Regions from separate parts of the Danio rerio genome. Here region 2 is linked to region 1. A link is a contact called in public HiCAR-type data. All regions are on one chromosome and are shown on one strand. The core of a region is the stretch at or near the end of the contact, and the rest is flanking DNA. Distances in the headings are between cores, read along the strand shown. Region 1 overlaps LOC137496591 (a long non-coding RNA gene). Region 2 overlaps cltca (clathrin, heavy chain a (Hc)).

Region 1 (4,438 bases), core at 762-3,261:
TTTATGAGCCGTATGCTTGGACCTCAGCTACATTGTCTTTGATTTTAGGTCTCCCGGTTGGACATTTGTCTGAAAAATTCATTAATCGCTTATTTGACATTTTAGCGTTTGCTGCCAGGAAAAATACTGATAAACTGGATCAGTAACAAACCACTATCCTAGCAAAGGGTGGCACAATATTATTAGGAAAATTTTTCCTTAGAATTCCTGAACTGTGTCATTCATACGTCCACTGAGGCTTTTCATTAAGTTACTTGGATTTTAATGATGTTTCTTCAAAGCTGTATTTTGAGTTATGGTATGGCATAATTGAATTTATGTGTTTTATTTTATTATAATTTTATCTTTATATATACTCATTTTGTTCATTTATTTACGTATCATTATTATTCCTATTATTAATTTATTATATTTATTTTATGTATGTATATATATATATATATATATATATATATATATATATATATATATATATAATTTAGTCTGTCTTTCGTTAGCATTCTGTTGTGAAAATGGGCATTGTCTGTTGATTTGTTTCAATTTTTTTTGTGATTAATAGTTCCTGCGATCCTGACTATGTGACTATTGTGGATACACACAATCAATGCTCAACAGATGTATTGTTCAATCTTATTACAATATATTATACATGCCTATCAAAGTATATATTGTAATGTAATAGTCTATTTAGAACATGATGGAGTGATATTACCATGTTTAAGTGTAAACATTGGTCACACCATAGTAGTCCATAAAGTACAGTCATATGAATATTCAATAATAAACTCTAATGCAACTATATAAAAATAATATAAAGTAAGGGCATAATAACTAATTTGAACACGGTGTATGATGATAATATTTTGTTTTGGAAACATACTAAAATATTTATATATTATTTTAGCACATAAATTTAAGCTTAAATCAGAAATACCTCTGGCAACTGAAATGTTTCAGTATTTCAAGCATCAAGTTTTAGTTAACTATAAAACCTCATTTAATTAACGTCAAGACAACAAATAATTTTATACTGATTTAACATATTGTAATAAGTTAATCAGGTTTCAACTGAATGTTTTGTTTTAAGTTATGCAAAGTTTAACTTAATATTGATTAATGTTGAGTTGATGTAAGTTGAGATGACTAGACAGGTCATGTGCATCTTTAAAAGTAATAAAATAACTGAATAATTTTACAATAAGTTACAAATAAGGCCTAAATAATTTTTTTCCTACTTTATGTGCGCTGTAATAATGATGTTAGCTGTTTGTTCAAACTACTTATTTCAAATGAGCTAAAACAATAAATCATTTTATGTTTAATCCACTTAAATTTGTAAATAATCTAATAAGTTTACTTAATTTATGTTGTCCCAACACAAATTAATTTAGCATTTTTATTTAATTTTTAATATGCATGCACACAAACACACACACACACACACACACATATACACACACACACACACACACACACACACAGTACAAATCCATTACTTTCAATTTTAACAGAAACATGAGATGGTGCTGAAAGCAAGAGGGCGCAAACTATAATATCTTACAACTTAAAATAAAATAGTGGTCAGCGGACTGGTTCAAGGGTCCATAAAAGTGCCTGCTGGTTGAAGTTATAACAACTGACTTTCCAGTGAGGGGGTAGAGGACACGTGCTCCCGTCTCCCACTGAGAGACACAAAGGGAGACGTTAAGCCTGATCTGTGGCTCACACGACACCGGACAACACAGCCATCAGAAACGAATCACCAAAACTTCCCAAAGACCTTTATCTCAGCAACTAGCAGCTTTCTGCAGCTCCTATAAGGTCACCTGTCATTCATTAAGAGACCAGTAAAAACTTACAACTCCATAAATTTATATAGAACATTTTCATCGGTTTTATGTATCCTTTTTCCATATTCCTGACGAACTGACAGCTGCATTAGGAAGGAATGACTTCACAAGAGTGGGATTGAATTAACATTAGGTATTCTTGAGATAATTGTACCCTTCACCCTCTACTGGTCAATAGTGAGAAGTAAACCAAGATCACGTAATCAAAACGAGTCATCGATGTTTACCTCAAAATGAGTCAAAGAAGATCTTTTTTTTCCACAGTAAATGAGTTCAGAGGTAAGGACAAGATGTCCAGGTTATAACTCCCATTAAGATAAAGGGGAAAACAAGGGTTTATTTTGCATAAAGTAAATCACATTAAGAGTCACTGTAGTTTTTATGCTCTAACAATATTTTTAGATAAGTACAATTAAATCATTATTGCTATTAAATTAAAACAATTATATTGTTTTTTAATCATTATAATTAAAACATCTGTTATATGATGATTTTTATTTATATACTAACAATGTTTGTATATAGTTTGATCTATTACTGCAGGGGTCAGAGTCTGACAATTATTGTTTGATCTCAACTTTTTTTTGGTTTCACTTTATTTTAAGTATTGCCAGACAGAATCGGCAGACATTTTTTTGCGCAGAATACTGTGAAAAATCTGTGGATTTATGTGGAAGGATTTTGGGTAAATCTTAACTACAAACCTATGTTAAATTAAAATAATACATTTGAAACTTTTATTGACTGTTTACAATGCAAATCCAATTAGATCCACTTATTTGGTAAACAAAGCAAGTCTCTCATATACCGTATATTTACTAAAAGACCGAAATGATTACTTTACAAACTGTATTGTAAGTAAATCATGTGAACGTTTTCATATTAGTCAGTAGTATTAATGAAATTAATTAAAAAACTTAACAAATATACATTAACACACAACTAAATAAATAGACTCAATGATGGGCTATAAATTTGTGGAAATCTGCAGATTTTTGGGTGTGCAGGTTCCTTGTGGGCCCCATTTTCAGATACAATTTACACTATTAAACTGTTAACTGAGACTTTTAGCTCAATAAACGAATAATTAGCTACTTATAAATAATTTTGTAAGGTATTAGTTGGGTTTATTGGGTAGGATTAGGGATGTAGAATAAGATCATACTTTATTAGTGCCAATAAACAGTTAATATCTTAATTATAGACTGGTAATAAGCCAGCGGTTAACAGTGTGAATTGTTACTTGAACTAAAGTTTTTTTTAATAAAAAAAAAACTATATATATATATATATATATATATATATATATATATATATATATATATATATATATATATATATATAATTTTTTTTTTTTTTTTTTTTTTAAATTACTTAATAAAAATATCATTTTTATGTTAACAGAATATGCTTAAAAACTACAATTCACTCATCAAAGTTGCTTTATTTCAGCGACATTTTCTTTATGCAAAGTATGATCTATTTCTCTTCTTGTTTTGGCATTACTGAAATATTTTTTCACAGTTCAGGCTGATTCATCTTGAAATCTCAGAACCAACGGTGGCACTAAAACTGCTCACGGGGAATGATAGAAAGATGTCATATATCATATATCATACACACACACACAATGTATCATATGACCATAGACGTGCCATTACGTCATAACGCAAAGTATATTTGTTGAAAGATCAAGAGGAAAAACATGACTGCTAAATCCAGGTCAGGCAACAACTTCACAGGCTCAAAGAAAGATACTATCATCACTCTACAGAAATACATATGTTGAAAATTAAATAAGCCTCCTTGAGTGATTTTATGCAATACACCTAACAAGAATATTCACTGCTTTGAATGCGAGGCAAAACGTGTGGCTCTTTGATAATATCTGAGCTATTTGGTAACAGAAGGAACAAAGACTCACGTTGGCCTATGGCGCCATCTTTTGGACATAATAGAGAATTGAATGAAAAATGAAATCAATTGCATAAGCTCTATGATGTATTACATCCTGATTACATCCCAAACAATTCTGCTTTAAATTGTTTAAATGCCAAAAAAAAAAAAAAAAAAAAAAAACAGAAATGATGACAATTATTTTCATATTGTAAATGTAAATAGACAATTTCACAAATCTATTTTATTTTCACAGACATGTATAAATAAATGTATTAACTATGTATGCTACAAGTACAAAATCATAACATTATGATAAAATGTTAAAAATGAAATATAAAAATATAAATATAACAAAATATTAAAAATCTATGAGAGGTAACAATATTAATATGGCCTTATATATTAATGTTGTGCAATTATGCATTAAAGGAATCCCTATTTTACCACTGTATTTATATAATCAAGACTTAAAATAGCTATCTTTACTATTACTATTAGGCTATTTATAAAAATCCTTAAAACGACTTTTCCTTAAAATATCACAAATCTTAAAAAATAAATATAAGTTCATTATTTACATAAATACAATGTATTTTATTTGTATGTATGTGTTTAATTCACATAACAATTATCAGAAATATTAATTATTGACAGATTATATGATTGTTTTATGATCAAATTGCATAAAG
Region 2 (4,806 bases), core at 1,550-4,049, 46 kb after region 1:
CGCAATCTTATGTCATGATATTGATGATAAAACAATGAACCGAAATCAACATAAGGGTCAAAGGATAAGACTTCTCATATTTGTGTCCGAGGAAAATTGGTTTAAAAGTTTGTTTTACAGTAAAACGTATACTTCAGTATATTTGAATGGTGAAATTTGAAGAAATTAAACAAACATTCTCACCAATGCTGATTAAAAAAACTAATACAACTAATAAAATGGATTTAATTAAAATTTGAAATGAATTGTAAAATAAAATAAAGCAACAACATGTGTAAGTCTTACAAACAACATTATGCCACAAATGCGGTTTACAGTATATGTAAACAGTATTAGTTGTGGCTTGTTTATATACATACTTCTTGCATTTTAAAACACAGTTTGTTGTGACTTGCAATAAGTTTAATTTTAATCTGATAATTGAAAATACCACAAATATTCCTACTGGAACTTGCACCAAACCCAAAATCTTTTTGGGACTAATAAACAAAAAAAAAAAAACATTGTTTTTTCCAAAAAGAAAACCACTTGCATCTGAAAAGGCAAATGGCTTGTACTTAAATGACAAAAGACAGATCGGTAGAAGTGAACAAAACAGGAAATGTAATGAAGGGGAAAAGATGGAAAGAGTTTTAACAGATGAGAAACTAGAGAATATAATGTGCTTTTTGTGGTTGGCTATGGATCATTTCTAGTCTGGTTGCACTGACAGAGTCTTGGCAGTACCTTGAGAAAGTTCTTGACACGTTCAGGGTTGTAGCAGTTGCTTTCCCGACAGATGCGCTCCACCTCTTTGATTTGGCCCGTCTTGCATGCGGCCTGGATGTATTTGAAATGCACCTCTGGGTCCTGGCTGAAGTTTACGATTGAGCCGAGAAAGTAGAAGAGGCCTGCAAGCAGAAGAGAACGAGAAATGACACTTGACTTTTACTGGACAGACGTCTGGTTGCGGTTTGAGCTTTATAGACCTTTAGATACTTTTATAGTGCTGTTTTGTCATTTAAAAGAAATAGTTTGCCCAAAAATAACATTTTGCCATTATTTAACCTCCCCTTCACTTCTTAAAAGCTTTTATTCATGTCGAAAAATAGGTATTTTTCATAGTAATACACTATGGAAGTCAATGCCAGCAAACAACTGTCATTCTTCATAATATCTTCTTTTGTGTTCAAAAGAATAAACTTTTAAAGGTTTAAAAGCACATGAGGGAAAAGAAACGAAGGGTAATTTTCTTTTTTTGGGTGACCTATACCTTCCAGTCCTGACAATCCCAAAAGTACAATGCAAAGTATAAAAATTTGAAGAAATGAAACCTCCTTACCAATATGGATTTTAAAAAACTAAATACATATAATAAGGCCACAAATGCTGTCGAAAAAGCTTAATTTGTAAACATTATTACTCGTGATTATCGTTTTACTACATTATCATAACATGAGACACTGTGGGTTAAAACCGTTCATGCAGTTCTGAAATTCTGGGCTTTAATAAAGTTTAATCTAATGTTAAGAAATCACAGAAAAATTTACTTAAGTGTTCTTTTTTTGTCGCACACCTATCAATTTGTGTCTGTAGATTCCAATTGGGAGGTATTTTTTTTAAAGACTCCAAACTTGATAGTTTTATTCTAGAATTTTAAACCTGACATATTAGGGCTGCACAATATATCATTTCAGCATCGATATCGCAATGTGTACATCGGCAATAGTCACATCTCAGGAAGTTTATATATTGCCATTACATTTTACTAGGTGCCACAGTTCAGAACATAAGATTTTTGCAGTAACTAAAGAGTTTAACCTAAAAGGAGTGAAAGTTTACCATTGTATGTGTTTTTACAGCCTGTGACTAAGTATTCAGGCACATGAAATTGCCTGAATCAATTACTGATTGTAACTCTAACAAAGATGCATTTATTGAATTATTTATACAATGAAGACTATACAGTGGGTGTTATTTAACATTTGAGTAAATTTCTGTACCTGCATATACCGTGAGGTAAAACATTTTACTCCTATCTTCCCAATAATAATACACAATAATCCCTATAATCTTCCAGAATAATGCCAATTAGACTATTAAATGAATACATTTTTCAAATAAAGCAATTCAATTTAAGAGAATTGCAGAAAAAAATATCAACCGACATGATTTCACCAAGTAGGACTTGTTCCTGGATCAAAATCTATGTTGATGCTGGTACAACAATCCAATCAGCCAATGAGAAATTAAGGAATACATTTACAGTTTATGTTAAGCTTAGGCTTATGCACTTCTACATGATTGTTATTCAACTATTATTCCCCTCTGATATTGGGAATAATTTACAGTTATGGCTGGGTTTAGAGGTAGGGAATAGGTATGGGTTACATTTTCGAACAAAAACTTTGTTCCAGAATCAACATAGATGTTAATCCTGGATCGTATCATATTTGGCAAAATTAAAATTATATATATTTGTTCAATATTATGCAGCCGTAGTGCAGGTTAAACAGAATTATGCTGTATACATATAATTAAACATAACACTTTAGACAACTCTTAATAGAATAAAGGATTACACCTCTTAATGTAATCAAAACGACAGGGGAAGTACGCTGATATCCATGTCAATTTTTTTCCCTATTTTCCAGCACAGTCTTGTTTTCAAATATTTTGTGTTTCATGGAGGAAACCCAAACCGGTTTGGAACAACATGTTGGTGAGTAAATGATGACAGGGTGCACAAACCCTATAAATTACGGATCAGACCGCTACATTTGCATGAGCATTGCGTTTCCATTAAAATCGAGCTTGTTGTCTAAAGCACTCTTACTCTTGCAGTCATGTGAAAAGCCTGAGGGATTGTGGGTGGCCGCAGGCCCGGTGCTGCTGCCTTCTCTGATTGCCAAAACCTTTTGTCCTACTTTGCCCAGAACGGAAGGCTACATGCTGCTCCACACTCCGAACAGAGGCAATATACGGCCAAGATACCAGTCAAATTGTGTCTGCACTATGAAAGGCGACCAGCAGAGTGACCACGAGTGTTTATGTACAAGTTTAAATAGACCCAAGAATTGTTTTCTGGCAGCGTCTGCTAAGAGAAGTGTTAGGTCTGCCAGATGTATCAGATGAAACTACATGGGCAATATAAACTCCTGGTGGGATTTATATTTTGAGGAGAAATGTATGGTTGATTCAATGTTTTATTGGTTTTGAATAAACGTTGTGAACCTTACAGTGGTTTGTGATTATCACATAAGGATTTATTTTGAGAAGTCATTCGATAACAAATTTATGCATTTAGCTTTGAAAATCAATTTAACCCTTTAACGGTCATTTTAAATACTGGTTGACCTTTTGCAAACAGTTTATCATTAAAACTAAAAATCAAATGTTCTTTGAGAGGTTTCAGGAACCAAATGTACACAAATTTTTTTTTTACTATTTTCTTTTTGTTTTATGTTATTTAAAGGGTCAAACAAATAGAGAAATATTGAAAAGCAAAATATATGTGATAGCCAAACAATGTAGTCTTTAAAGTATGGCTGCACATTATTGGAAAAACTCTAACATTGCGATATATTGTTATTCTGCAATATATATTGCGATAAGAATTACACCAGATGACTTGAATATCTCTATATGGAAAAAAAATTATAATTTTTGATAGGTTTGGATGATTCTATAGAGAAGTGCATCTAAATAAAATATAAGGAACTAAACAAAATAAAAAGATACAATTGAAATAAAAGTTTATTGTTTTTCGAGTCTGACAGTATTCAGGTGCAGTAACTGAAATATTATTTTTTATATCGAATTTAATTTAATAATAGGTATGCTCCGATCAATTGGCTGAAGATTGGTAGCCTGATAGACTATTATTGCGCAAAGAAATATAGTGTTACTAACCGAAGAGGAAACACGCATGGACAGTGTTTCCACATAATTCATTTATAGAAAGAACAGCCAAAAAGCCGAAATTGATGGATTTGTGCCAAATAAAGCATCAATGAACCCATAGCAATGGAAAGTACCTATAACTGTCAGTATGTTTTTGTGCTTTTTATACTTTTTCTATTCTTATTTGCAGTTAAGTGGAAAAAATTATTCAATTGAATTGCAAATCAAGGTATAAATAGCAGATGTGAACAAATAGATTTTCCCTACCAGTAAATATTAATCCGACACCACATATAAAAGCAGACACTAACCCACTATAACAATGTGACCAGTGACTAAATTTCTAGTCGCTGAAAACGTTGGTGAATTGTAGCTTTGACATGGGGGTTATACATTACTGAGAAATAGCTGCAGGTGATCCGAAGTGCTCAGTTTGTGATCACATCCTGTTGATATGTAATTTCAAATATTTATAGCTTGAAACAGATGAAAAAAATGACTGGACTGTGCTTGCTCTTACAGCTATTACGAGGGCTTAAACCAGGGGTGTCCAAACTCGATCCCTGAGGGCCGGTGTCCTGGAGAGTTTAGCTCCAACCCTAATCAAACACACCTGAATCAATCTCTTAATAGATATACTAGAAACTTCCTGGCAAGTGTGTTGAAGATAAACTCAGCAGGAGACCACCCCTCCAGGACTGAGTTTGAACACCCCTGGCTTAAAACAGAGCAGTGCTCAGAATATGAAGCGAAAAAAAAAGAAAAAAAAAAGATGTTTGAGTTAAAAAGGTGTGTGAGTTATTGATGTCTATCACTGAATGTGTCAGGAATATCAAAACAAATCCAACTTAACCCCACTCTTTAAGTGCCCCTCACAGAGCTTGATCCATGCTGGCATTTCTTCCCTTGAGTTTTAGGTTTTGG

What was found. HiCAR-type assays count read pairs that join an accessible place to other places.
Region 2: a HiCAR-type map of caudal fin shows a contact between it and region 1, with 5 times the contacts expected there. The contact joins two enhancer-like sites. A contact is called at or near these places in 3 of 18 Hi-C or Micro-C datasets (caudal fin, hematopoietic stem cells and an unstated tissue) and 1 of 4 datasets of contacts at active chromatin or transcription factors (caudal fin).

What each region holds. Positions count from the first base shown.
Region 1 is chr10:33,204,615-33,209,052 of GRCz12tu, forward strand. The region is part of intron 2 of LOC137496591 (a long non-coding RNA gene); the gene reads right to left. Among named protein-coding and RNA genes, the nearest start is that of ptrh2, 20 kb to the right of the region's middle. Within about 2 kb of position 2,012, at least 13 of the 62 cell types and tissues checked have an H3K27ac peak or open chromatin away from gene starts, as enhancers often do. A contact at or near this core is called in caudal fin, where this site is marked.
Region 2 is chr10:33,249,737-33,254,542 of GRCz12tu, forward strand. It overlaps cltca (clathrin, heavy chain a (Hc)), which reads right to left. Exons shown (of 31, transcript NM_001005391.2): 14 at 727-890. Among named protein-coding and RNA genes, the nearest start is that of ptrh2, 26 kb to the left of the region's middle. Within about 2 kb of position 2,800, at least 2 of the 62 cell types and tissues checked have an H3K27ac peak or open chromatin away from gene starts, as enhancers often do. A contact at or near this core is called in caudal fin, where this site is marked.